Linked DNA regions of Mus musculus: all the other regions are linked to region 1. The links are chromatin contacts, called in public HiChIP or PLAC-seq and promoter capture Hi-C maps. All regions are on one chromosome and are shown on one strand. The core of a region is the stretch at or near the end of the contact, and the rest is flanking DNA. Distances in the headings are between cores, read along the strand shown.

The links. Promoter capture Hi-C pulls out the DNA fragments that hold promoters and counts their contacts. HiChIP or PLAC-seq counts read pairs in DNA pulled down with a chosen protein or histone mark.
Region 2: an H3K27ac HiChIP or PLAC-seq map of a colorectal cancer cell line shows a contact between it and region 1, with 13 times the contacts expected there. The contact joins the enhancer-like site here to the promoter of Med30 in region 1. A contact is called at or near these places in 15 of 39 promoter capture datasets (the 3T3-L1 cell line, the C10 cell line, HPC-7-derived erythroid cells and 9 more), 3 of 15 datasets of contacts at CTCF or cohesin (the NIH/3T3 cell line, large pre-B cells and pro-B cells), 3 of 484 Hi-C or Micro-C datasets (bone marrow-derived macrophages, brown adipocytes and myocytes), 11 of 115 datasets of contacts at active chromatin or transcription factors (astrocytes, bone marrow-derived macrophages, cardiomyocytes and 8 more) and 3 of 9 other capture datasets (adipose tissue, liver and macrophages).
Region 3: a promoter capture Hi-C map of pre-B cells shows a contact between it and region 1, with 4 times the contacts expected there. The contact joins the promoter of Utp23 here to the promoter of Med30 in region 1. A contact is called at or near these places in 1 of 39 promoter capture datasets (pre-B cells), 2 of 484 Hi-C or Micro-C datasets (CD4 T cells and regulatory T cells), 1 of 115 datasets of contacts at active chromatin or transcription factors (astrocytes) and 1 of 9 other capture datasets (liver).
Region 4: an H3K27ac HiChIP or PLAC-seq map of epiblast stem cells shows a contact between it and region 1, with 4 times the contacts expected there. The contact joins the enhancer-like site here to the promoter of Med30 in region 1. A contact is called at or near these places in 5 of 39 promoter capture datasets (embryonic stem cells, hippocampal neurons, liver and 1 more) and 4 of 115 datasets of contacts at active chromatin or transcription factors (bone marrow-derived macrophages, embryonic stem cells, epiblast stem cells and 1 more).
Region 5: a promoter capture Hi-C map of liver shows a contact between it and region 1, with 5 times the contacts expected there. The contact joins the enhancer-like site here to the promoter of Med30 in region 1. A contact is called at or near these places in 9 of 39 promoter capture datasets (the C10 cell line, embryonic stem cells, hippocampal neurons and 3 more), 4 of 115 datasets of contacts at active chromatin or transcription factors (bone marrow-derived macrophages, embryonic basal ganglia, large pre-B cells and 1 more) and 1 of 9 other capture datasets (liver).
Region 6: an H3K4me3 HiChIP or PLAC-seq map of forebrain shows a contact between it and region 1, with 4 times the contacts expected there. The contact joins the enhancer-like site here to the promoter of Med30 in region 1. A contact is called at or near these places in 3 of 39 promoter capture datasets (hippocampal neurons, liver and maxillary cranial neural crest), 1 of 15 datasets of contacts at CTCF or cohesin (the NIH/3T3 cell line), 5 of 115 datasets of contacts at active chromatin or transcription factors (bone marrow-derived macrophages, embryonic limb bud, forebrain and 2 more) and 1 of 9 other capture datasets (adipose tissue).
Region 7: an H3K27ac HiChIP or PLAC-seq map of extraembryonic endoderm stem cells shows a contact between it and region 1. The contact joins the enhancer-like site here to the promoter of Med30 in region 1. A contact is called at or near these places in 3 of 39 promoter capture datasets (the 3T3-L1 cell line, liver and pre-B cells), 3 of 115 datasets of contacts at active chromatin or transcription factors (extraembryonic endoderm stem cells, memory CD8 T cells and trophoblast stem cells) and 1 of 9 other capture datasets (liver).

Annotation. Positions count from the first base shown.
Region 1 is chr15:52,710,728-52,714,474 of GRCm38.p6, reverse strand. Med30 (mediator complex subunit 30) reads right to left here and starts at 2,030. Exons shown (of 4, transcript NM_027212.2): 1 at 1,789-2,030. The coding sequence starts at 1,965.
Region 2 is chr15:53,678,678-53,682,424 of GRCm38.p6, reverse strand. The region is part of intron 3 of Samd12 (sterile alpha motif domain containing 12); the gene reads left to right. Among named protein-coding and RNA genes, the nearest start is that of Mir28c, 66 kb to the right of the region's middle. Within about 2 kb of position 2,149, at least 12 of the 459 cell types and tissues checked have an H3K27ac peak or open chromatin away from gene starts, as enhancers often do. A contact at or near this core is called in a colorectal cancer cell line, liver and second pharyngeal arch cranial neural crest, where this site is marked.
Region 3 is chr15:51,875,497-51,879,243 of GRCm38.p6, reverse strand. Utp23 (UTP23 small subunit processome component) reads right to left here and starts at 1,803. Exons shown (of 3, transcript NM_030132.5): 1 at 1,534-1,803. The coding sequence starts at 1,721.
Region 4 is chr15:53,500,961-53,504,707 of GRCm38.p6, reverse strand. The region is part of intron 4 of Samd12 (sterile alpha motif domain containing 12); the gene reads left to right. Among named protein-coding and RNA genes, the nearest start is that of Gm23200, 110 kb to the left of the region's middle. Within about 2 kb of position 2,162, at least 17 of the 459 cell types and tissues checked have an H3K27ac peak or open chromatin away from gene starts, as enhancers often do. A contact at or near this core is called in epiblast stem cells, where this site is marked.
Region 5 is chr15:53,398,438-53,402,184 of GRCm38.p6, reverse strand. It overlaps a transcript of Samd12 not described here. Among named protein-coding and RNA genes, the nearest start is that of Ext1, 54 kb to the right of the region's middle. Within about 2 kb of position 1,709, at least 80 of the 459 cell types and tissues checked have an H3K27ac peak or open chromatin away from gene starts, as enhancers often do. A contact at or near this core is called in bone marrow-derived macrophages, where this site is marked.
Region 6 is chr15:53,309,510-53,313,256 of GRCm38.p6, reverse strand. The region is part of intron 1 of Ext1 (exostosin glycosyltransferase 1); the gene reads left to right. Among named protein-coding and RNA genes, the nearest start is that of Ext1, 35 kb to the left of the region's middle. Within about 2 kb of position 2,101, at least 183 of the 459 cell types and tissues checked have an H3K27ac peak or open chromatin away from gene starts, as enhancers often do. A contact at or near this core is called in adipose tissue, embryonic limb bud, forebrain and 2 more, where this site is marked.
Region 7 is chr15:53,265,607-53,269,353 of GRCm38.p6, reverse strand. The region is part of intron 1 of Ext1 (exostosin glycosyltransferase 1); the gene reads left to right. Among named protein-coding and RNA genes, the nearest start is that of Ext1, 79 kb to the left of the region's middle. Within about 2 kb of position 1,818, at least 95 of the 459 cell types and tissues checked have an H3K27ac peak or open chromatin away from gene starts, as enhancers often do. A contact at or near this core is called in extraembryonic endoderm stem cells, memory CD8 T cells, pre-B cells and 1 more, where this site is marked.

The DNA.
Region 1 (3,747 bases), core at 781-3,280:
TCCCTCCGTGGCCTCTACATCAGCTCCTGCTTCCTGACCTGCTTGAGTTCCAGTCCTGACTTCCTTTGGTGATGAACAGCAGCATGGAAGTGTAAGCTGAATAAACCCTTTCCTCCCCAACTTGCTTCTTGGTCATGATGTTTGTGCAGGAATAGAAACCCTGACTAAGACAGGCACCCATAGAAGTAAAAGATGTTAACAGGCTCCAGATATGGCATCAATTATACTATGCTGAGTAGCTTTGGGGCAGTCAGTTTACTTCGCTGACCCACAGGCTCCTCAGGAGTAGAACAAAGATGCTTTCTGCATCTTGTAATGTGAGGATAAGCAAGCTCTAAGAACGACTAACAAATGGTACTGTCACAATCTGGAGCCAAAAGATGAACTTAGACCCAAACGGATTGCCCATATCATCCCTTCAGAATCTAGCCAGGAGATAAACACAAGGAGAGATTCAAAGAGCAAAACTTCCACAGGAAACATCCATTGCTTTTTAAATTTTAAGTTTGATACCAAAAGCAAGAACTATGGATGAACAAATCAACAAGTAGGATGCCCTCAAAATGATAAACCCTCTGCTCCTCAAGAAGAAAAGAAATGAGTGGCCGACTTAAGTACCTGGGAAAGTAAAGAGAGACAACAGTAACAAATGACGATAAAGCAGAGGTAAACAAGGACCCTCAGAGATGGAGATTCAAATAGATCAGACACATTAAAAAAATTACACACACACACACACACACACATACATACATAATTCAGCTATTCCACTCTGAAATCAACTGAAACACATTCCCATACAAAAAAATCCATTAAAAAATTTTTGTCATTATTTACAAATTCGTTCATACAGATGAACGAATGCAAAGGCTGCCACGTAGTCACTCAACAAATTAGCAAGAGAAAAAAATAACATAAGTATATGCTGAAAGAACCTGGACCAATAGAGCTCACATGCTATGTGATTCTTATCACATACAACTGGAAAAACACTAACACTGGCTCCCTGGGGATGGAGGCAAACATGCCACGGGATGCAAGGAAACTTCTTGGATAACACTTGTTTTCACTCTTGCAACTATGATAAGGTCACAAGTATATTCCTAAACATATGCCATAACTTTACATTTGCACAGCTTACTGTAGTCTAGTTAAGTCTAGAAAGGGGTTACACTATTGTCTGAATTCTTCAGCTTCGGGGCATCTCCTTCAGGAGAAATTTTGCTCTAAAATTTTTAAAGTAATTTTAAAAAGCAAGTACAGCGTGATCCATTTGAACTTTGAAAAGCACGATGGGGTTGGGGGACAGATATGCTTGTGACACTTCTAGCGGTAATGAGCATAGCTAGTATAGGAGTCGCCTGGGGTGGGGGAGAGACGCATGCTGGGTAACAGTTCTGGGGAAAATAGGGGTGACCATGTCTGGAATCGCTCATGTCAGATGGCAGACTCATGCTGGGGACATTGGCATAACGGGGTGTCCACCCGTCGTAACCCTGAGCAAGAGATAGATGCACGGTGGGGACTTTGGGTATAAGGGGGTGTGTCCATGCCTGAGGGTTTTCCAGGGCGTGAGACAGACACATACTGGGAACCAAGGGTGTAAAGCAGGATGGCCAGCCTGAGGTCTTCCAGGTATGGGGTAAGGAGGAGGTGGGACCTCCACACCTGCGGCCTCTCAGGGCAAGGGGATACACGCTGAGGACCTGGGGTGTAGAGGCGACCCGGCCACCCTGAGGTCGCCCGCGGAGGCCCGCTTTCACCAGCTCTGTCACCCCAGGCGCCCACCTGCATGTTCCTGAGCAGCTGGAAGATCTCCATGGTGCGGTACACGATGTCCTGCACGGTCTCCTGCCCGATGCGGCACAGCGTGGCCGTGTTGACCTCGCGCGCGGCCTGCTGAGCCTGCGGGCCGCCGAAGGGCCCGGACGCCATGCCCGTGGGCGCCAGCGGAGGGGTGGACATGGCACCCCCGGCGGCTCGGGTCCGGCGCGAGCCCACTCGGCCGATTTCAAAAAAGCGGCGCCACTTCCGCCCGCCGCGATGCAAGCGCTGTACCGGAAGACTGGCGCCTCGCGGAGCCTGACGCGATTGGGCTCCGCAGTTGGGAACGGTAAGACAGACAGGAAATTACCCAATCAGAAGTAGAGTTCTGCCCAGGGGGCGGTACCAGTGATAGATGGGGTGGGCTTTCCCAGAGTTCTGTCTGTGCCCTAAGTTGTGTGTCTGGCTGGTTCTCTGCTTCTGTTGGGTTCTTGCAGAGCATTCTTTCTCATAACAAACCTATGAGACATGTCTAATTACAGATAGGATGCAGGTTCAGAGGGCTTGAACTAGTTGTTGCACTGGCAATCTTCTGTTCAAAGTCAGAAAACATGATTTCTGTTCTTGTACGCTTCTGGGTAACAAGAAACCCACCACCAGGATTGCTTTTGTTCCCTGTTTGAGTATTTTCCAAGTTCCTCTAAGTAATACACCTGTAGACATGCACTACTTTCTGATTGTGAAACTCCAGTAATAATCCCTCCCCAATGTACATCTGAAATTGCAGCCCCAGATACTTCTCTGCATTTCCCATACATGTCTACAAAATATTAATATGTAAATTAGACACAGTAAGACATTAATGGTAATGTAAATATAGCAATATATTACAGTTACTCCTAACTTGACTGTGCTAACTATTCCTAACTATGCTGTGCCCAGGATAGAAATAGCATAGTAAAAAGTTCAGTAGAAGCTGCCCTCATAGAGAATAAACATTAATTACTGTGATGACTGTGTTAGGATGAGAGCCCAAGGTCCTGACGTCAGGGTGCTCTTTAGTGGACCTTGTACAAGATGAAGGGAGTAAATCTGGGTCTTAAAAATAGATGAAAATGGAGCACTAATTACACCCAAATTGTAGCTTTGGAGACCCAGAAGCCATCACCAACACTTGAGGGAATGCTTTTATTATGGTGAGTATTGGGAAATATGATAGAAGACAGGTAAACAATGGAGGATCTAAAACCATGTAAGGACACTCTGACTGAGCGACAAAGCACATCATAGAAGTGTTTCAAGGAGACAGATCTAAACGTGAAATCTTCAGGACAGATTTAACTGGCTGTTCAGTGGAGAGAGGCTGGTGAATGGTGAGTGCTGCTTCCCTCCTCTTGAAGTTATTGATGCAGATGATCTGAATTAGTGAAGGACTCAGTGGGCGACTTGTTAGCGAAAATCTACAGAACCTGATGTTGTTATAGATGGGTGCATCTGGAGAAGAAGGAATAAAGAGAGCACCTACTTGTGACCTGAATAAATGGTGGAGCTTCTGCCATATCCAAAGAGAGGGAAGAAAAATCAAATTTCAAAGAAGCAGTTCATTCTGTTGTTTTCCTAATGCCTTGATAAAGCATTACCCCAAACTAACATTTTTAGAGCTCAGACACCCAAACCAACTTCAAGGTGGTGGCATGGCTGTGTTCTTTTCTAAACTACCAGGGACTTTCCAATATCTTGTCTTTTCCAGTTTCTAAGGGCTACATGCATTCTGGGTCTTACAGTTCCTTATTAGCTCAAAATGGATTTCTACCATATTTGAGGTCACCATACATTGCTACAAAAAGAGGAATTAGTCTTTGACCAACATTTATGAGAATGGAAAAAAATAGATCAAAACCATTTCCCCCTCAAGGTTCTCTTACAGTGAGTGCTACCTCTGCTTTTTTTCTGCTTCTCCCTTCTCCAGTCAAGGATCTTATG
Region 2 (3,747 bases), core at 900-3,399, 970 kb before region 1:
ATCAGCTCTCATTTTTATATTTGGAAATAAAATCATTGGTCTTGTGTACATTTAGATAAACCAAAGTTTTCAAAGGTGTTGACTCTAGTTTATACTTTGATCCTTACAAAGCCCTTCTGTATCTTATCGTAACTTGGAATTGTCAGTGCTGCTCACATTTAACAATTATGCTGAAATTCAGAATAAGTCACTCCTAAGCTAAAGGAAGCATGTGGATGGAAAAGCATATCTGGAAAAGTGGAAGTTATGTTACCAGGCTTTTAAAAGGGACATTAGTTGAAAAAAAAACTAACAGTTCTCTAAGTATATTTTAAGTATATTTGTAGACAACCTACCTTAGCCTCATTCTCCCAGAACTCAGAATTCCACTCTAGAAAGTCAACTTGCAAGTGAAATCGGTAGTGCCTTCAGACATAGGAATTCATGTGCTCAGCACTGTTGACAGTTTTAAATATCAAAATTTCAAATAGTAACTGAGAAAAGTGGGTTAAATCTCTGGTACCTGTAACTTCAGGCTAACAGTTGAGATGCTCTGAAATTGGAATTGCCTCATAAAATCTGAACTTTCTACCATACCGACTGGCCTAATGTGTAAATAATTGCCATACTCGATGGAAATGGGCATATGGGACAAAAGAAATATGTAAGTTTTATTTCTGAGGCTAAGGACCTTGCAAATTAGGAAAAAAAAAAAACCAGCAGAACATTGATCTAAGAAAGTCACAGAATAATGAGCATGATAATATTAAAACTCAAACAGCATCATCTTGAGACTTAATTTCATAAAACTTAAGTGTATTGCCTATGTTAGAATAACAAGGAAACAGTGCTGTCATTAAGAAACACATGGCTGAAGAGCAAGTTTATGGTTCTTCTCTGAGAATATAGGTTGTTTCTACCACCCCAGGATTCCCTAATTCCTCTCACTTTTCTGATGTCCTTCATCATATTAAGTCAAGGTAGGCCTGAGAGTCCCAATCATTACAATTTACCCTATCACTTCATTTTGTCTTAATATTCACAATTCATTTTAAGAAATTTCTTCCTTGGTAATTTTCATTTGTTTTTAGTTTGATGGTAGCCACTCTTCCTAGGGCCTTCCTGAATGGCAGGTTCTAAGTGTATACAGATATAAAACTTCTTATTTATTCCTCACTTTTTTATAACATTATTAAATAAAAACTACTAGTATTCTTTCTTTTTGTTATTTTTTTAACATATAAAAACTTGGGAGAAGACAACTTAATGTATGTAGTCTTCAATGTTCGCCCATTAATTCTGAAGCATTTTACTGCTAAACTCCTATTCTTCAGCTTTAAAAAAAATTCTATTAATTATTTTATACATGCAAAACTTATTCACAGGATTTTAGAAGGATTGAAGACACTGTTCCCTATTTCCATTGAGAGTTGTACCCTGGTTTGCTCAATATATTAGGATGGCTTCCCCTCTGCCCTTCCTTTTGTCTTTTATTAGTTCAGTTGCAACAGTGACCTGGCTAAAATTGGCAAGTACTCTTGAATTCTTGGGGCAGACTCTTGGTTAGCTGCTGGGATCCTGACACAGGCAGCTGCTGGCTTCAGTGTTACTGTGGACAGATGTGATCAATCATGAGCAAAGCTCAGTCCCCAGTTCACAGAGCAGGACCTGGAGGTGGATGCTTGACAGGGATTGTGGTACGGTTTTAGATACTATTCACTAGAACATTGTTCCCCATCTAATCGTGTAACCCTGCAGTTGTCTCTGTTTAAGATGCTAGTAAGATATTGATATTATTATCAATATCTTTAGTGAAGAAAAGCAATAAGAGATCAACAAGACTTTGCTTTATCCAAGGATTTTGTCATTACAGGTCATTGGGTACCATGTGAAGACAGTGTTGCTGGGTAGTTCTGCTCTGATTACCTTGGCAAACACCAGCCACACTGCTCTGTCCTTTATCAGCACAGAGACTCTTACCTCCTATGTCCTTCCCAGTATACACTCAACATCTGCTTCTACATGTTGCTTTTTACTGGATGAAAATCAGGACCAGAGATTGCTAAGGGATCTGTGACATTCCATAGATAAAAGGGCCAGGTTTTACACACATCGTGACACTCCATGGCCTTTGACCCTCTGGCTTGTTTGACTGTCAGAGTGCCCTTGATCCCTGGGCATTTTGCCAGTGTGGTTATTATACATGACTGGCCTATTGAGCTAGGAAACATTCATCTATGCTTCTGTCTCCTTGATGTGTCAGTGCGGTTTCTCTATTTGCCTTGCCTTGGTGTCTTACATATTTCTCTCTGATATTTTGATCTATGAGGACTTGCCTTTGATTAAGGGTTCTGCTCCTTAACTGTTCGCTTTTACTTCCTCTATGAGAAGATTAGAGGTACCTCGGGTGACCCGACCTCTCTGGCATATTCAATCTGAGCTTTCTTTGATAGATGACCTAATAAGCCTTTTCTATGTCTAATTTCACTGGTTTTGTAAGACTGAATTATTTCTTTCTGTCGCCCTTCCTCCCCTGTGACTCCCATATGTTGCCTAGGTTTTCATAATTAAATAGAATAGACTGTTTAGAACTTCATCTTGAAAACATATGTTGTTTCACATGAAAAGACAAAAAAGTGTAGTTTTATATATCAAAAACATAATTTATAAAGAAGAAATCAAGGAAATGTAAAACTAGCTCAAGGAAAAACTTACTTAAAACTTGGACTGAAAGATCATGGAGGTACATTTCTAAGTGGCAAGGACATATTCTATAAATGGAACGAACCTCAAGGTGAAACACATCTGGTGGACATGTTATCAGTCTCCATATTCTTGGAAGGTATGTGCTCACAACTGATAGCATGGCATAACTCATTTAAAAGTCGAGTTCTTATAGATCTAATTTGCATGTCCTTATAAATTTTAAATGTTGTCATATTTTAGGTAAACCTCAGAAATGTAATATTACAATCCAGAAATGAGACATGGGATCCAAAGCAAAAGAAACCAGGAAGACCATTACCTTGCTATCAATAATAACCTGAATGAAGTGTGATAAATTCTAACTTTCAGCAGCACCCCATTTCTTTTTATAAATAGGGGAGGGGACTAGGAGCATTCCTTTCAGTTATATTGCTTCTGTTAGAGGCAAATTACAGAAATGGTTCAAGATGCCTTGAATCAGGATGGCCTGCCACTGTAAAATCCAACCCCAAACAAACAAGATCTGATGTTCCATTAGAGATTTATGATTTCAGACATAACAATTCTGTAAAGTCATTCCAAAGATGGTGTCTCCTGTTCTTCAGTTTAGGCACATTCCAAAGCTATTCTTCACTGTAATAGTGAAGTTGTAACATTTGACATCTTTATGTAGAGGACTTAATTTAACCAATACAGTTTTCATTGAATTCAAGCTGTTGATGTTATGGGAGCAATACATTTATCAGTTATAAGATGTTTTCTCAATCTCTGTTCTGTTTTTAGCAGCTGATCAGTATTCATTGGAACAAGCCCTTCCTTTGACAGGGCTGTCTCCTGACTTGTGAGGGTACATGTTCTTACAGCCACACCACAGTGCAGTGTGTGTTGATTTACAGATATTTTTTTTGCTGAAGGCATGTGTTCTGCTATGCTCCACTGCTCTGCATACAAAGAGTGACATTTCCATTGTAAACGCAAGCTCATTTCAATTGTGGAGAAGACACAGATTTCTGCAAGGTGCAGTGCTAAATCCCCATGCTACTGTGAGGCATATGACTTTTA
Region 3 (3,747 bases), core at 554-3,053, 840 kb after region 1:
AGGCAGCTCCTAAGGCTAAAGGGATCATATTTAAAAGTTTGTGTGTGTTGGGCTGGGTGATGGTGGTGCCACACACCTTTAATCCCAGATTTCAGAAGGCAGAGGCAGGAGAATCTCTGAGTTCAAGGCCATCCTGATATACAAAGTGAGTTCCAGGGCAGCCAGGGATACACAGGGAAACCCTGTTTTGAAACCATCACCTAGACTCCAAAAAAAAAAAAAATTTTTTTTATGTATATGTGGGTGGTTAGCTGTAGAGGCCAGAAGAGGGTGTTGGAGCCCCTGGAGCTGGAGTTACAAGCAGTTGTGAGACCCCTGACAGTGATGCTAGGAACCATCTCAGGTCCTCTGGAAGGGCAGGAAGCATGCTTAACAACTGAGCCATCTTTCCAGCCTGAGATTAAAACTTTGAGGTTATCTGCAACTCGGAAAGAGCATTACTTAAGAAATTCTAAATGTGGAAGGCTGTTTACTGCAAAGTAGAACATGAACAGCACACGTCACGGCTTGACTCGGACAAATGTATAAAGAACACCTTAACTGGCTATTTGTAAGCTGTAGTTGAACTCAATTTATTTACTTAAATAAATATTCCACAAAAACTACTAAAATTCTTATTCATGGTCTAGCTTCAGTTTACCTTTTCCCTATTTTCATGTCCCATAATATTAGATATAATATATATCTTCAAGTCCCAAAATTAAATATGGTTCAGGCATCAACCAATTCTATTTGTTCAAAAGTTCTCTAAAACAATAACATTACTATTTCTATCATTGAAAACAGACATTTCCTCCTCAGTTCTAAACAAGCCTCAGAGGGGGTCGAACATCGATTCTATGAGACCTTTTAAAATAACCCCCACCCGCACCCCCCACGCCCACCCCTCTCACACACTCCTGCTCCCGGGTGTGCTACCCTAGGTGTGCTCTCTTACATGAAGTGAGGAGGCACAGATGTGGAGTGAAAAACAGCCATCAGGAGTTGACTTTACAGCCCATGAAGGCTAAGGCTAGGCCTTCGTCTTGCCCACTAAGGTGTCCTCAGGGTCTGGAGCAGTGATTGCCATTTGGTTGGTACTTTAAAAATGGCCTTGGGTAAAGTTTTTAATATCTCCAGCCTTGACTTCTTTTCCTAGGAATTGAAGATAAAACCTCACTGGCAGTTGGAAGGCTTGAAAACCTTTGGGTTATAAGTAACAACCGCCACAGAATGGGTGTTAGCTTTTGGATGTTGAGAAATGTCCAATGTAAATGATACCTCACGTGACTTTATATCAACTTTGAAGAAGTTATGCTCTCTACAGCTACACCATTTCTTGCCTGAGACCACACAGCTGGTTTTAATTGGAACCAGAAGTCCAAGTCAGGTCCACATGTTACCTGTTCTGATTTTTCTCAGAAATAACTGAATATTCACAAGGCACAGTACCATCTGCCTGACTTTTCGGTCAGTCGCGGCCCAAGGTAACCGACTTGGTTGGCACCGTGGAGAACTCTGGGCCACACCCGCGACCCCGCCCCGCAGACCCACCTCGTGGTGCACAGCTGGGTCTCTCCCATAAGGTAGCGGGGCAGCTGGTCCCGCAGCTGGATGCGACCCCGCAGCGCCGCCTGGCAGAAAGTGCCATCCAGAAGGATCTGGTAGGGCTCGCGGACTCCGAAATTGTTGCGGAAAAAGCCGAGATGCTTCTTGGCGTGTTTCTGCCTGGTGATCTTCATGCCTGTTTAAGCCACCGGACTCACCGGCACCAGCCTCACTTCCGCACTCCTAGAAATTTGTATTTCCCGGAACGAAGCCCCTTCGACCCGGAAGTACACTCCCTTATTTCCACAGCCCGCCTCTCGGATTCTGTAGTTCGCAAAGGAACGACCACTCCCACTTCCTAGCGCGAGCTTTAGGGGGCGGAGCTTTCTGTGCAGAGGAGCCTCGGAGTGCGCAAATTGGCGCAGGTTGGCACATGCACACTCGCGAGCTGGACTAATAGTCCTTGCTTTGTGTAGCTCTTTGCCTGACACTTAGGAAGTCTCTAAAAGACTAGTAATATGAAAATAACTAATTATGGTACCATTGACCCAGGCACTTTGTAACTTGCCATTCACTATGTATCATTCCCAAGAATGTTTTTAGTTTCCAAGTGAAGAAAATGAGCCAAGGTTGGACGACCTTAACTTGGGAGGTTTTGCTGGTCTTCAAGGAAGCAAAGGGCACGTGGTTCCTAAGCGTCTGGAGCTCACACTGACTCCTTGATGTTCACGGGTATTTTACAACACCTTACGAATGAACTGATTCTATGGTAAAAAGGTGTTACCCAAATTGACAGCACAGTCTCTAACTCATCCTGGAGAACCCAATTGACATAAATTTGCTGGTTGTGGTGGCGTACACATCTTTAATCCCAGGAGGCAGAGGCAAGAAGGTTTCTGAGTTCCAGGACAGCCTGATCTTCATAGTGAGTTCCAAAGCAGCCAGAGTTACACATTGAGATCTTCTCTTGGAAAACAAATAAACTAAACAGCCAAATTAATATTTAAAAAAAGGATTTCCATAGTGTGGCCAAACGGAGGTGCCAGTCATTATGACAGTCAATCTCTGAGGTCCTGAAGTGAAATTAAAGTGTACATAGGTAGCCAGGGACATGAATATCTAACTCATTGGTTCTCAACCTGCCTAATATAGCCCTTTAATATATTTCCTCAAGTGTGGTGTGTGTCAATCATAAAATCAATTTCATTGCTACTTCATAACTGTAACATTGTTGCTGCTATGATTCATAATGCCAATATCTGCGTTTTCTGATGGTATTAGGAGACCCTGTGAAAGAGTCTTTTGAACCTCAAGGGCTCAGGACCCACAGGTTGAGAAATGCTGAATTCTAACCAACCTTGGTTAATATGTGGCACTGTCCATCATTTTTTAAGACTTTGGTCCTACCCTGGAAGGTGTTCTAAGAAGGCATTAAGACTGGGAAATCTCTTTCCCAGAAGACAAATTAAATTCCCTCTTGGTGTCAGGCTCTGCGTCTTTTCCTTCTTCCAGCATGAAATTGCCATTTCTTAGGGTCAGTTGTTTCAATTTGAGGGACACGAAAGAATATCTTCAAGTTCTGCTGGGCCAGTTACAGAGCCATTATTTGTATCTTCTCATCCCAAAGCCAAGCCTGAGTGCCTCAGTGTTTTAGGAGAATTTCCAAGAGTTTCATTTCCCGAAAGTTTGTTGAGTTGGAGGCCTGATCTCAATTTCATAGACGTTTTTCTGTCCGGAGTTTCTAACATAGGAAAAATACATACTGGGTTAAAATTGAAAGACACACACACACACACACACACACACACACACACACCCCTAATTTAAATACTTTCGAAGTTACTTAACCAATTTAGTTAAATGAAGACAATGAATAAGGAGTTTTCAAATTTGATTAACTGTGTAGGGTATCCACTCTAAGGTAAAAGAATCAAAGACTGGAGAGTATGGAGTTTGCATTTTTGTCTCTGGCTGGAATCTGTCCCAGATCTAGTCTTGGCCAATTTGGCCAAAGATTGAAGGAACTTTTTTTTTTTAATGACTTATAATGTGATTGAAATGTATTGCTTGCATTTGGCCCTTTATTTCAATTTATAGGTTTATGGAATTGAACTAAGGTACTCTATAAAGTCAGTCCTGACCTGAAACCCAGTACTACCATGAGATGGCTGCTTTCATTTAATGGAAAATAAAATTAGGGGTTTGAAATCATGAGATGCT
Region 4 (3,747 bases), core at 913-3,412, 790 kb before region 1:
GAAGACGGAGAAGCAAGAGAAGTGAGCCAGATCGCAGTATGTAATTCGCAGGACAGATGTATATAATGATGACGGGAAACCCTGCTCTTCACAGAGCACTTATGGTGAATTTTTATACAGTTTAAATGGACTCTATCATGAAACCACTGAGCCCAGAGCTTCTGACACTATGAGGCTATTATTACCACCAGCCTCAGTTTACGGCAGAAAACTAGGAGGGAGAATGAGGAAGTTTCCATTGCCATGAAAATGTACACAGGAAACACAAAAAGTGTTGGCCATACACTCTGCAGAGAATGAAGTAGAAGGATTTGGAATCTACAGGCTGCCATGGTCCCCCACCCTTAAAAAAAACAGTAGAAAAAGCATTAGAGAGAGAGAGAGACAGAGACAGAGAGACAGAGAGAGAGAGATGTGGAAGGAATCTGAGTTAAGGGAAAAGCTAAAGGAGGGAAATTTTATTTGGGCTCAGCTGTTAGAAGCTCTAGTATGTGGCAAACTACTATCATTGCTTTTATGCCTGTGGCAAGTCAGAAGCATCCTGATAAAAGGACATGGCTGCTTGGAGAGAAGTAGTATGTTGGAAAAGAGGACGGAGTGAGGGAGGAAGAAAGACAAGCAGAGAAAAAACAAAGACAGAGCAGAATATCTAGAGACAAGAAAACACTTCATAGGTACCATTTCCAGAGATCCTTCAGCCAGGTCCCACCACCTAATAGCCCAACTAGCTGTGAGTCCTTTGGTGGATTAATCCCAATAATCCAATCATGTTAATTAATTTTAAATAGTACCACCAGCTGATACCGGAGGCTTTAAGAGGCACTTCACAGCAGTAGGCTTAGGGAAGTTAAGCAACTGACAGGAAATCCATAGCTCAAAGGTGGCAGCATCAAACTCAGTGCTCCTTTCTTTTGCATGCTTGGTTCCTCAGCAGCTGAACAAAAGGACAATGCAAATTCCTGACTGTGCTCCAGCATCTTCTTGCCTGACTTTCTTAGTGGGTCTACAGATTTCTGGTTTGTTTTTTTTTTTTATTTGCCACCCAAATGAAGCCTGGAGGAAGGTTGCAGTCTCCCAAAGTATCCCTTTCCATCTTAAGAGCCAAGTCTAATTCTGTGATGAGACTCTTCTTTTCTATCAAACGTCTTACTAAAGATGGCTGTCTTGTATACTGCTTTGCATTGGCACAAGTCAAAATTGCTTTCAACAATCCTTCTTTATCGTGGTGCAGAATACTTATCAGCCCAGGCAAGGTTTTTCTCATAATCGTGTTTGTAATAATCCACTATTTCATATTTATTTCATCAGTTTCAACAGTTCACCAGAACACCTATAATCTTAGATCCAGTAATCAACTGTTTCTGAATTGCCCTTCCTAAACAGGACTTATACTTGGTAATTTAACTAGAGAATTTCAGTGTTGAGTGCCATTCTTCCACGGATAAGGCAAGTGCTACTATTGGGGTTGTCTTTAATTCTTATTATTTAGTAAATTGAACTGGGTACCGTGGAGCTTTAAAATGCAGGGAATAATTGCTTTAATGATATGAAGGCTCCATGGCTGCTGGCTTCCCCAGCCTTCACCAGGATTTGCTTATAAATGGGATGTTGTTACTCAGTGGGGCTTTCTTCTCTGATATTTAATAAAACAAATATTGTTGCAGTATGTAATTTGTGGCAGAATCAGTTAAGGCAATGAAGGCGTTGTTGGATGCAGCCTATTCATAACTACCAACTTGCCCTAAGGAATTACAAAGTGTTTGACGTTATGCCATGGGCTTTTTTTAATTTCACACCAACCCTGAGAGGTTTGTACAGTTGCTGTCCCGTTCGTGGGGGCCTAAAGAGATAGCTTGTATTATGACGTACACAGTCTTGGCTAAGAATGCCTGCCTGTAATTATACATTTGCTACTTCTTTGCAATGTCTTCCCAATACAGTTTGTTTTGGGAGTCCGTTTGTTGTTTGTTTGTTTCAGAACACAGGAGGGAAGGAGGGAGAGAGGGAGAGAGGGAGAGAGGGAGAGAGGGAGGGAACAGGGAGTTGAGAACAACACTTAATACCTTGTGTGGAGTAAAGATAATCCCAGTTGGGCTGTGCAGCCTAATGTTTATTTGCCTGTTTCCCAGGTAGCTCTCCTGACACTAATCACCAGTCAGGAATGTCTTTGTTCCTGTGCTCCCCACCCCTCCGCCGCCCCTTTTCAAACACCCTAACAGCTGAGAACACAGCTCTTAGATACCTTTCCTTCTGTACCAGGACTCACATTTAGTTACCCGATGAGACGCTACACTTCTTTATCAAAGTGTTTCAATCCTACTGACAAGATGATACATGTTTAAAAAATAGATTTATAGCAATCAAGTCTATTTTAAAAGTTTATAATATACATGCTATTTCTTAATGGAATCAGAACGGCATCTTATTGACCCTAAATTTGAGGCTTATACATCTGAGACAATTGAATAGATTTCCCTGTAAGGGATGGTAGAAATGACAGCTTGCTTAGATAATAACTCTGATTATCAGAAAATGGGATGAAATTCAAAACTGTAAACCTACTTGGAATTTAGCAGCCAAACAGTGAACTTTCAGAAAATACTTATGTAAGAAAACGTGAATTAAAATCAATTCTTTCTAAAAAAAAAAAAAAAAAAAAAAAAAATTTAAATTCTAAAAATGGCTGTCCACAAAAAATTATAAATCTTTAATGTTTCAATGATAACTAGATTTTGTGTTTATTTCATTGTCCTTTGAACCCCTAAAACGGAAACAGAAGCATTCGCCATATACAATATATTGTATATCATTGTATCTATTGTTTCATTCAATAAATATTTCTTAAGTGCTATATTAGACTTTTTTGTGCAACAGAGAGAGCAGCAAATAAGACCTACTTGCTTTCACAGAGACATTTTAACTGGGGAAAAAGTTATGAGCACAAACCTCATGGAGGCATGGGGAGGTGCTCAGTGGGTAAACTGTCTTTTATACAGGCATAATACCTGAATCCAGAGCCTCAGATCCACGTGAAAAGCCAGCCAGCCCCGTAAACACCTAGAACCCCAGCACTGGGGTGGGTCAAAATAGGCAAATCTGCAGAACTTCCAAGCCAGCCATTCTTACTCAATCTGCAAGTTCCCGATTCAGTGAAAGACTCTGCCTAAATAACTAGGGTGCCAAATGTTAGCGGAAGGCACCAGATGTCAACCACATACACACATGTGTACTCAGACGCACTTGCATGTTTGGTGTGTGAACTTTCTGATGACAATATATATTTTGACAAACATAAAGTCAGGAAGGAGGCTATACCTTCTTTTGGAGAGAAAAAAAAAATGTCAGGGAAGGGCTATCCAGGCAAAAGGTGTGGAAAAGGGTCCAGGTGCGCTTCCAGATACAAACTTCTTGCCAAAATATAGATTGAATGTAATATTTTCCTCGCTGCGTGTTTCGTTTAACGCCATCCCTAAGTAAAACCAGAGCATCTCACCAATGGGAAAGAAAAGCCACACCTAATGGCTCTCATGTGCAATTCCAGTCTCTTCGCAGCTACCTCACAACCTGGGTGACACTTTGGCATCCTCTCCTTAAATACTTATGTCCCCTTGACAAACATTTCACTATTTCCCAAATGCATAGGGTTCCCTTGAAACCATTTTTCAACATTATAAAGAGTCTTTATTCACAGATCTGCAAGCAGGTTATGTATGTCCTAACCTGGAAATAATTTTGATGATCTGTGAG
Region 5 (3,747 bases), core at 460-2,959, 690 kb before region 1:
GCTGCACTAATCTCTGCACAAAAAGATAAAAATTTAGAAGGTAGTTTGATGCTTCTGCATTTAGGAAAACAATGGCACTAGGCTTTTCCCTAGAACCTGTGACTTCCCCAGCCAGGGTGCTTAAACAGCTTTACTGTGCCAGGAATGAGTTTCCTCTTATAGAATGGGCCTTACACTCAACCATACACCCATAATCATGCTACTACTCACTCTCATTTTATAACGTACATGACATTACATGTCTGTGAAGAAGATTGCCTGATCTCATACTATCAATCAATAATTGGACAAATATTCCAAACCCGATGTTCTAGTCCTAGAGTCCACTCATTTTTTTATATAGCAATTCATATTCTATCCAAGGATGTTTATTTGTACTTATTTTTAAATGTATATAGAGCCACTGAAATTTCTCCTAAAACAAAGGCTCATATGGGAAATAAGTGGTTTTCCTAATTGACTGAGATACTTTCATGTACTTTCAAGACTCTACAGAACACAAATGAGAATCCCAATACAATGCAACTCCCATATTTTGTGGCTAAATGCCTCAGTCATAGAGAAAACACAGGGTATATGTGAGGAGAAACAGTGCAAGAAACAGAATTTGATTGTAAGTCCCTTGTTTAGTGTGACAATGGTCTTATGGCATGAGTGGAAAAGTCATGGATTGAACCCAGGGCTTTAAACTAGTCATGTAAGTAAATGTCATATTTTTTTAAAGATTTATTTATTACATGTAAGTACACTGTAGCTGTCTTCAGACACACCAGAAGAGGGCGTCAGATCTCGTTACAGATGGTTGTGAGCCACCATGTGGTTGCTGGGATTTGCACTCTGGACCTTCGGAAGAGCAATCGGGTGCTCTTACCCACTGAGCCATCTCACCAGCCCAAATGTCATATTTTTAAGGAGAAATTAAGCAAGAATATTAGCTATGTGGAAGATGATGTGTGGGTGATAATAAACTGATAGATAGGTAGATGACATTTTACTATTATATATATATATATATATACATACATACATATATATGTAAGATAGAGAAATAGAAATAATATAAGGGGAAATTAAAGTATTGGAAATGAAAATATATTCCTTGATAGGAATATAAGCAGGTTAAATAATTGAGAAGAAAAATTAGGAAACATAAAGATATCACTATAGAAATTAATCAAAATGGTGCACAAATAGACCAGAAATAATTTCTAAAGGACCAGAGAATCATGTAGGTGAGGGACAAATACTTAGTCAAATATCCATATGTTTGTAAACTCCAAAGGGAGGGCTGGTGTCCTAGTGCGTGTAACCTTGTATGTGTTACCCAGAGCTGTCTGATCTCGATTCTGGTTATGCCACAGAGAGAGAGGAGGAGGAGGAGGAGGAGGAGGAGGAGGAGGAGGAGGAGGAGGAGGAGGAGGAGGAGGAGGAGGAGGAGGAAAAGCAATAGCAGTATCACCTAGAAACCAGGGGAGGGGAGGGAGCAGTTACCTTGTATCGTCAGTGAAGACAGTAACAACACCAAAAGGATTGTTAAGAGAAAACAAGACTCATACCGCACTAAATTACATCACAGGAGACTTTTATAATGAAAACTTTGAGACAAAAAAGGGGAAATGAAATTCTGCAAGAAGTGTACAAGAACGCTTGTAGAAAAAAAAAAAAAAAAAAAAAGCCACAACAGTCAACATGAGAAATGAAGCTCTGCTGAAGCTTTGGCTGGGGGTGGGTCTTGAGCCTGTTAGGAAAGTCATAACTGCTTCCCATGTGAAGTCAGCCTACAGCAGCAAAGAAACTAAAAATAGAAATGGCTTTTGCTTGGCGTTGATTTGGGGCAGTTTTATTTGTTAAACGGCTGGAAAACATGCAAGCTAAATGTGTTTAAACAAAACTAGTGTCAGAATATTATCGACTAAAAGAGGAAGAGGAAAGAAAAAATCATAAGAAAGGAAGGATTGCTTTGAGGTACGTGCTGAAGAGACAGCCTTTGGGATTTAAGCAGTTTCTCTAGATGACTTCGGTGGTGAGCCAGCAATGCCTCTTCACTTCCTGCTTGATTTGTGCCCCCTTTCTAGCCCCAAGCATAGAGTAATTGCTGACGGCTAAGCATGCCTGGTTTCTATCCACTTTCCGCTAATAGTTTTCAGTTATTTGCCTATTCTTTATGTCATGATTTGAGAGCCAAATTTTTATTCTTATAAGCCAAATAATAAATGTGCCACTATATTAGTTTAAAGACAATTAGTGGATATTGTTCTTGGTTGCCTACCATAAGTAAGTGGTAAGACTCCAATGTTGAAAACACCACTCACGGTGGTTACAGGAGATTTAAAAAAAATCAATCTCAGAATGACTCAGAAACTTCCTTCTTGTTAGCCATCATCCATTCTAATAGGAGGAGCTGTGCAGGTAGTTGTCGGAGAAAAGGCATTGGTAATCTTCCCAGCAAGGGAACCTAAATGCTAGAATATTAACCAAGGACGACATATGTGTGCTCTGATACAGTAATGGCACAGCAGTTGTGGAGTTAGCCAACAGTTTTGATTGCATTTGAAGCCTCATCAAAATAGGGAATTCTCATCTAGTTTTGTAAGCATAATTACTCAGAAGGTCATGAACACTATGTGGGGAGCATATTATTGTTTGGGGGGTTATTTGTTTGTTTGTTTTTGCCAAATGGTCATACTGTCCAATTGCCTTTTAACTATGTTTATACTCATAGAATAGTGGTACTCTCAGTGAAGGTCAGAGAAGTGTCTTTTTACAGTGTTCAATAGTTAATAAACAGACCCATAACTGGTCAAAGTGTTAGCAATAACATGGCAGTCATATCATCTGAACTAAATGGAACTTTCATATTAGTTCCCTCTTGCAGCCCTCGTCCACCACCCAAAGCTCCGGAAACACAGAGGAAGCCGAAAGAGTGGCCAAGCAGAAGGGTGATGAGGAGAAACGCTGCCTGACAGATCTGAAATGGCATTTGCACTCATGAAATCACAGGAATGTGGTTGCCTGCATAAAAGCAAACTAATCAACGTGGCAGCATGGATAGGTGAGAGGCTTATGAATATCTACCTATAGACGAGGGGCTGGCCATTCGCGGTTAATGACTGCTGTGGGAAGAGGAGTAATTTTTCTCTACAGGTTTCTGTTAGGTGCCTGTGTTCTGGTGGATAGCCTCATACTCTAAAAATCTTTTTTAAAAAATATGATAATAATTGAAAGGGTTAGAGCCAGGCACAATGACACATGCCTTTACCAACACTCAGGAGACAGATTCAGGCAGATCTGTGAGTTCAAGAGCTGACTGGCATGCAAAGGAAGCTCAGGGACAAATAGGGACATTGTGTCTAAAAACCAAAACAAAACAAAACAAAATAAAAACTAACAAATCATTAATTTTTTTAAGTAATAACTACATCTTTTCCAATTTTGTTAAAATATATAAACTTGCACATCCAAGAAGCTCAATAACCTTGAAATACATGGAACATAAAATGTCTACACTGAGAAATATTCTCCCAAATTATGTTAAAATTGGGAATATTGAGAATAGTCTTTAAGGCAGCTAAAGGAAAATGACATGTATGTACAGAAAGGGGTGAGGATAAAGATAAAGATCTCGTTCCTGGAGTACTTCAAGATAGAAAGCAATGGAGAAACATTTCTTAAGAAACTATTTTTAAAAAGCTGGGCAGTGGTGATGCACGCCTTTAATCCCAGCACTCGGGAGGCAGAGGCAGGCAG
Region 6 (3,747 bases), core at 852-3,351, 600 kb before region 1:
CCACCATGACGTGTGACACACACACACACAGCACCACCACCACCACTAAACTCCCCCCACCCCAATCCATTAGGTAAATAGGGAGGTATTTAGGTAAAGGAGGTAAGGTATTTAGGTAAGGAGGGAGATGCACTTGAACCAAAGCAGCCAGTGATACCTGTACCCCAGAATGGAAACCAAGCTTGGTTGCAGTGGATGATGTCACACATCCCACTAGATAACTAAGCTTGATTGATTGCAATGGATGATGGTCACATATCACACTAGATCGTATTCTATTCCTTCTGCAGGATGAATCCAATGGAGACTGTAAGATTTAGCTCCTGAAACACTGACGATGAAACTTTGCATTTTTTAATAATTTGTTTATTTACTGCATGTGTGTAGTATATGCACAGTATGTGGGCACCAGGGCTTGTTCCCATGCCACCTCTGCATGTGCACGAGGAGGCCAGAGGTCCACACTGAGTGTCCTCCTCTGTCATCCTTCTTAGTGTTTGGAGACAAGGTCTTTACTGAACCTGAAACCCTCCACTTAGGCAAGAACCAGCTTTCTGTGAGTCCTGAAATTATGTACTTCCGCTTGCTAGTCTCCCCATCCTGCCGCCCCCCCCCCCCCATCGGACCCGTCACCACCGCCTGCTTTTCCGCGGGTGCTGGAGAGTTGGTCCTCATGCCTGTACAACAAGCGCTCTACCCTGCAGGCCCCGTGTTTACTTCTAAAGTAGCCCAGTTTGGGTTTTGTGGCCTTTGAGGTCGCGGAGCTCTGTGTTAAGGGCTTCTGACTTTCCTTCAAGGACCTTTTGGGATTGTGTCATGTTTATTTCAGGGTTATGTGTGTCTGCCCTGAGCCATGCTAGCGGGGAACGGATAAATCTAAGCCGCAGTCTGAAGCATAACCGTGTGTTCTTGTTCTCTCCTCCCCATAAACGATGTAAAACTACATTAATAAAACCCAAAACCACCAAGAAAGGTAGAACATTTGCCGCCTGCTGTGCAAGTATCAACTCGGCTTTCAAAAGCTTACTTGTTCCCTATAAGTAAGGAGCAATCTGAGTTCTTAGTAACACGGTTTAGTGTACGGGGCTACATGGCCTGTCCTTCCTGTTGCTTCTTTAGGACGGTCCACCAGCCTTTCGGAAGGCTGGCGTGTGAGTAGCGGATATTGCACACATTCTGAAGGTAGGAGGCCTGGAATGAGTTAGGGCTAGCTTCCTTTATTTATCCTTCCTTCACTGGGCTTAGCCTGGTCTCTGCAGCCCCCCAGCCTGCATGCTGAAGATTCCCTTGCGCATCACTGGGAAATCTGTCGTTGATTAGATTATTGGATCTTCATTTTCTTCATCAGGATGGTTTCAAGACTTAAACCAAGTACAGCAAGATTCAAAACGGCAACCTCCGCCACACAGACCCAGGACCCTCCAGTTGAGGGAATGTGCTTTCGAGAGACGAAATGCCCCTCAAGGAGTGTAGGGTAATTGAAAACCCACCCTTTGAGCTGTGGTTTATTGTGGAAGGGAGGAATGAATGGCACCAGCGTCCACACCTACTAAATACTTATTAGAACCCCGGCAGCCAGCCTTCTTGAGCTCGAGGTCCTCTGGAGCTACAGTTTCATCCATTTCCAGTTGGCCCTGTGCTGTGACCCTCGGCCATTTTTTTTTCCTTCCATTTAACACAGTTATAAAGGGATTTATGTGCTTTCTTTCCATTAGAACTTAGCAAGGCTGCTGTCATGAATATTTAATGGCCAGGACAGTTTGTTTTCTTTTGCTTTCTTTCCCAGCCTCGCAGCCGTGGGTCCCCCTCCCCCTTCCTTTTGGAGCAATGTAAATATCTTGGCCCCTCACCCTCTGGAGGGATCCCTGAACAACGCTGGGCTTACTGAGTTCCGAAGGAGTCTGGAGGGAATCTCGCCTGCCCCCTACCCCCACCCCTGCTCATGCCCCCTCCTCCCGCTCTCCCAGGACTCCCCAGCAGCTGGACGGTGGGTGGGTGGGTGCAGTGCACGCTTTGAGGTCCGCTGCGAGGTCTGGCACCGGGCTCAGCCTCTCTCGGTCGCTGAGTGCTCCTCCCAGTTGTGCTCTGCCTCCAACTCCTCAGCCGCTCAATTCCTTTGAACTTCACAGCAGCACAAAGGCCTCCCCGAGACTTAGCTGGGGCTCCCTCGGATGCATTCCTGACACTTCATGGGTCGCTGCCTCCTTTCTCTTTGTAACAGGGAAGAGGGCGAATGTCTGCGACAGAAAATGACTTTTGAAGACGCTCAAAGATTTACCGTGTCTGGAGCAACCCCTGAACTTTTGTGATTATCGTAGAGAGACGCACTTTCGCTATTGGTAGATTACGCCCCAACCTTCTTCCCCCGAGTCCCTCATCCTAGCTTTTATTTAAGGAATTTCTCCCTCTCATGCTGAGACCTTCTCTCAGTGCCCAACCCCCATTCTGAATTTCTTTTTATTCCTGTGTGCTTTGTCTACCCTTGTGTGGGAAAAGGTGAGGCTGGGAGAGGGGGCTCAAGGAGGAGAGCTCAAGGGTTAGCGGAGAAGAAAGGGTCCAGCTTAGAACCTTGTCTGCTGCCAAAGAATCATACATGCCTGGGCTTGCCCACCTCAGAAGTCTTTCAAAGATTAAACATGGAAAGACTCATGTTTGATACCGCTCTTGGATATAGTAATTGCTTAATAAACGTTAGCCATACATTATACAGTTTTTAAGCCATTTTTTTCTGAAATTCTTCAGTCTGATCCAATTTTATTTATTTCGCTTGTGCATTACTTATGACCGCACATGTTCCCGTGCACAAGTGCATGTGCTAACGTGGAAGCCCTTGGTCAAAACTGGGCCTCTGAAATTGCTGTTGACTGTACTGCTTGAGAGTCAACAACTCCAGTTGAACCTGGAGTCAACGGATTCTGCCCAGTTGGTTGTTGATATTCTGCTCTTTTCTCCTCTCTAGCTCTGGGATTACAGGAGGTTTTAATAAGTAGGTGCTGGGCCTACAAATTGAGGTGGTCATGCTTGGACAGCCGGCACGATGCTATGCTTTGTTTTGTTGAACCAAGTCCTCTTTCTCCTTGGTGCAGTTTTCACTGACAGCCGTCCCTCCTGCTCTCTCTTCCCGACTCAGAAGGGTGGACTAGGCCTAACCCGTCTCCTGTCTTGTCATTGTAGCTTCTAAGCTAGCGCTTCACTTCACTGTCTTCTTGGTGAAACGGAAATGTTTTAAATTGGGTAGCAGAAGCAGACATGTGTGGAAGTCCTGTTTGTTTGTTTTGGAAAGGCCAAGTATATGTGTATGTATGTGTTTTTACAGAGAAACGTTACAAACATTTTGCAAGTTGAGAAACAAATTCTGTAGGCACCTCCTGTGTTATTCTGACCATAGGTTCTTGTAGGGCTTGTGTTTACCTTCATATAAGGGTACAGTGGAAAAACCCTACTGGGTGAGGTAAGCCACTAGCCTTAGGTACAGGAAGGGCCATTGAAAGCACAGAATGGGAGCACAGGTGAGATCTTGTCAGGGAGGCGTCGTTCAGGGTGAACACTGAGGAAAGCATTTCTGGTTACGTTTCCCTGAATTCCTCTGTGTGTGTGTGTGTGTGTGTGTGTGTGTGTGTGTGTGAGCACACGTGCATAAGGACGTTGTAAGTTAGCTTCCGATTTTGTTCCTAAGAAACCATTTACCTTGGTCATTGTTTTTTAGTTTTTCAAGACGGGAGTTTTTCTGTGTAGCCCTTCTCTTGG
Region 7 (3,747 bases), core at 569-3,068, 560 kb before region 1:
CAGTGGACATTTTGGGTAGATCGAGGGCACTCGGTGGTTGCTCTCCAGCTCCTGGCTAAGAGCTCAGTGGCCAGTACACCTGAGAAAGCTTCAACTCAGTAGAAACCCACGGGGCAATAGGAGTCTGCTCTTCCAGTTCACATTTGTGTAAGTGAATGCTCAGAGTAGAGATGGAAAGAGATAGCTGGAGGGAGACCGTCAGACAAACAGAGAGACAGACAGACAGACAGACAGACAGACAGACTGCCCAGGCAGTAGCAAACGCTCAGAAGATGGACATTAAGCCTGCCTCTGCGCCTGCCTCTGGGAGAGACTTGACTTTTCCATTCTTGAAACCCAAGCATCTTCCACTTTTGCATGGTCTTAGGAAGTCGTCCAGCACATTAAATGAGCTGTCTCCCTAATATGGCTCTGTCCACTGAAGACCGTTCAAACCTAAGCAATCTGGGTTTGTAAGTTGATATCACGACTCACACTTTATGCCCCCACCCCCCCGAATATTAGTTCTAAGTACTATTTACAGCTTCTTTCCTCAAACCTTACCACCAGGAAGTCACTTTGCCTCCCCCTTTGGGCCCAAGTACCTTTCTGGAAGCCCAGGTCCTTGCGGCTCTGTGATAGGTTATTACCTCAAGTGATGTGGTCACCAAGAAGCATGTTGTCTGTGTTCCAGAGTGAACCATGTAGGGTTCATTGGAAAAGATCCTATTCAGAAGTGTACTAATGGGTTGTTGTACGTGCTGGACAGTGTCCATACAATATCAAGAATCCGTGACTTACTATATTGTCTGTAGATGCTAACCCTAGTGCCCAACCTGTTATTTTTTGGAAAGATGAAGGAACCAGAAGAACGAAATGAAATGTTCTAACTGTAACAATGCCCATGACAGAGCTGCCAGTCAGATGACAGTTCGCTAACGACTAATCTTCAATGCACCTCTCCCCCTGTGGCTTAGCATGGGTCACATGTCCAACTAAAGTTATGATGATGATATATTGATTCCTGTCTCAAGGGGATGTGTCAAAAGTTTAATTGGTCTGCTAAACACCTGCAACCGAGGCGAGTTTATTTTATTTGCTTGATTTCAAAGAAAAACAGAGATAAGTTGAAAGCAAGAAAGCTTAGAGGTTGTTATATTGTTTTACAGTCAGACATAAATAGCATACTAGTAACTGTGTGTAAATAAAAAATAATTTCAAAGGCTTGTTTTTATCTTGGACTGCTAATTAAGCCAGTGACTTGGATATGCTGCTTTCTCTTACAGTTTTGCTCACTGCCAGTATTGAGCCTCTGGACAGGGAAATATGAATTATTTGGGGGGCAGGTCAGGAGAATTATCTTAGCAGTAACTGTGAGGTTCCTAAGATCAAAGATCTTGACAGTGGTCCTGGTACCTCTCTACCTAGCCTCACAACTGGTACCATCTACATTTACCCTGTAGTAACAGTGGTGGCTGGCAATGCTTATTGTAACTGCAGCATTGCTGGGCTTAGCTTCTGTAACTTGTGACAATGACTGCCTCCCCTCACCCCACCCCCATCCTGACAGTGTCGGGCCTCCATGATTTATGACAGTGATTGTCAGGGACTCTTGAAGGCCATCCAATTTGAGGATCTAGGTTCTCGTTTCTTGTCACTTCTGGCACATTTGATGGATTCTTGCTATCAGCTGGCATGTTTCATAATTGTCAGAACTTTGATTGAAGTGGTATTTTTGCAAAAAAAAATTATCAAAGAGTTATTTAAAAAAAATACTCCTTCACCACATTTCCTCACCTCTGTGCCCAAAACTGCTTTGTGTGAGGTTCACAGTCCCATCATTTACCTCTCTGTGACTTGCTGACCTGGCAAAACGGTCTCTTCACTCCTCTTTTATAGTCCTGTGCCTTGTATTTTGCTTGTTTGAGCCTTTTCTCCACCACAGGATAAAAGCTTTTGTAAGCAGCATTACCGAGGCCTGGTACAGTGATTCACTCCAGTAATCCCAGACCTTGGGAGGGAGATCAGGAGTCTGAGGTCAGTTTGAGGATAGCCTGGGCTACATGATACCTTGTCAGAAAACAACACTATCAACTCGAAAGAGAAACAAAAGCAAAGCAAAACAAATCGACAAAACCAGAGCTAAGCAAAGGAGAGTGGCACCTGGGAGGAAGTTGCTCAGCTCTCCTTTGAGCAGCCATTTAAGGCAGATGTGGGTGGGGTGGCACTAGACGGTATCAGGCTCCCTTCTTATCTTAAACCTGGTGTGGTTTGTTCTGCTTCTGTTTTTCCCCCACAAGCCAACATTCTTTGGCTGGAATGCCTGTTCTGTAGATCTCTGGCTGCCATTGCTACGTAGAAATCTGCCCCTGGACTTTGAAACTCTACTCTTGGGGAAGCCACAGAAATCAGCCAGGGGCCAGGAATAGTTCTAGTCCCTTCACACAGGAAGGAATGCTCCCTCTCAATGCTGAGTATCTTTCCTCTCTCCCTCTCTCCTCCTATATGTCAGTCTTACCCAGTGCAGGCCGGCCTCTAAACTCTCAGTGTAGGAAGGTTAGGGTGAGTGTGAACTCCTGATCCCCCTGCCTCCACCTCTCATGGGATTATAAACATTGCCACTATCCATCCACCTTTCATTTCCCTCTTTCTCCCCTCTTTCTCCTCTCTTTCTCCCCTCCCCCCTGCTCCCTTTTCTGTTTTTGAGACAGAGTCTATGCTATAGTCTAGGTCAGCGCGGGACTCACTGTGTATCCCTGGCTGGCCTCTAGCGCATCCTGCTTCAGGCCTTTCAGAGAGTAGCCACCTCCTCTCCCTTCTCTGTGTGCCAGGCACAGTAACAGGAGGTTTCTCCTCTTGCTTTAATTACACAGCTTCTAGATCTCAGTTTCTTTTCTCAGAAGCAAACCCTGTTAGAAGTCCTTTTTTGTATTTGGACGGAGGCAGCTCCATGCATATATAGTACCAGCTCACATCCATCTGTGGAAACACACAAACACACTGACAAGAAGATATGGTATACACTCATAAACCTCCACTTTTACTCTGCTCTTTAAACACCCAGTCTCTAGCATCTCCCTCCTGTGCTTAGAGGAAGAGGTCTCCTGATGTCTCCTCCAATGGCCAGGCCTCCTTTCAAGCTTCCTCTAGCCCTGTTTGTTCTCCCTTCTGCCTCAACCCTCTAGTCTCCTGAGCTGTTGTTACTCAGGCAAGTGTGTCTCAAGCCCCTTGCCCTGGATGCAGTGTCCTGGACTAGTTCTTGATAGCACTGATCAGCAGAGTCTTTGTGGTAAGTTAATAACTCTGGGGTGGAGAGATGGAGCTGAAGGCTCATGGAGGCAAAAGCTGGGTTCCATACCCACAACCTTCAGTGGAAGGAAAGAACCAACTGTTCAACATTCTTTGACACGTCTGACCTGACATGTGTCCTGGAAAGAGTTATGGTCTATTCTCAGGCTCTCAACTCCTCTCCCATCCCCTCCTTTCTTTGATTCCATTCCCATCTTTCTCTTTCTTTGTCTTATGCATGCTAGTTAGGCATGCACTTAAACAATCTGTCCCGCCTCCTGAGTGCAGTCCTATCTGGGCACTCCTGGCATTTCCCCCCCTCTGTTGTTTCTAATAGTTCTTGAGAGGACAGTCGTACTAAGAAGCCTAGCAGCAAAGCTCTGAGATGTCTTGGCAGTTACTAAGAATAGCTTCTGGCTTATTTTCCCACTCTTTCCTCCTCTGTTTTGTCTTAACTCTGAAGCATAAGAGCTCCCTCTT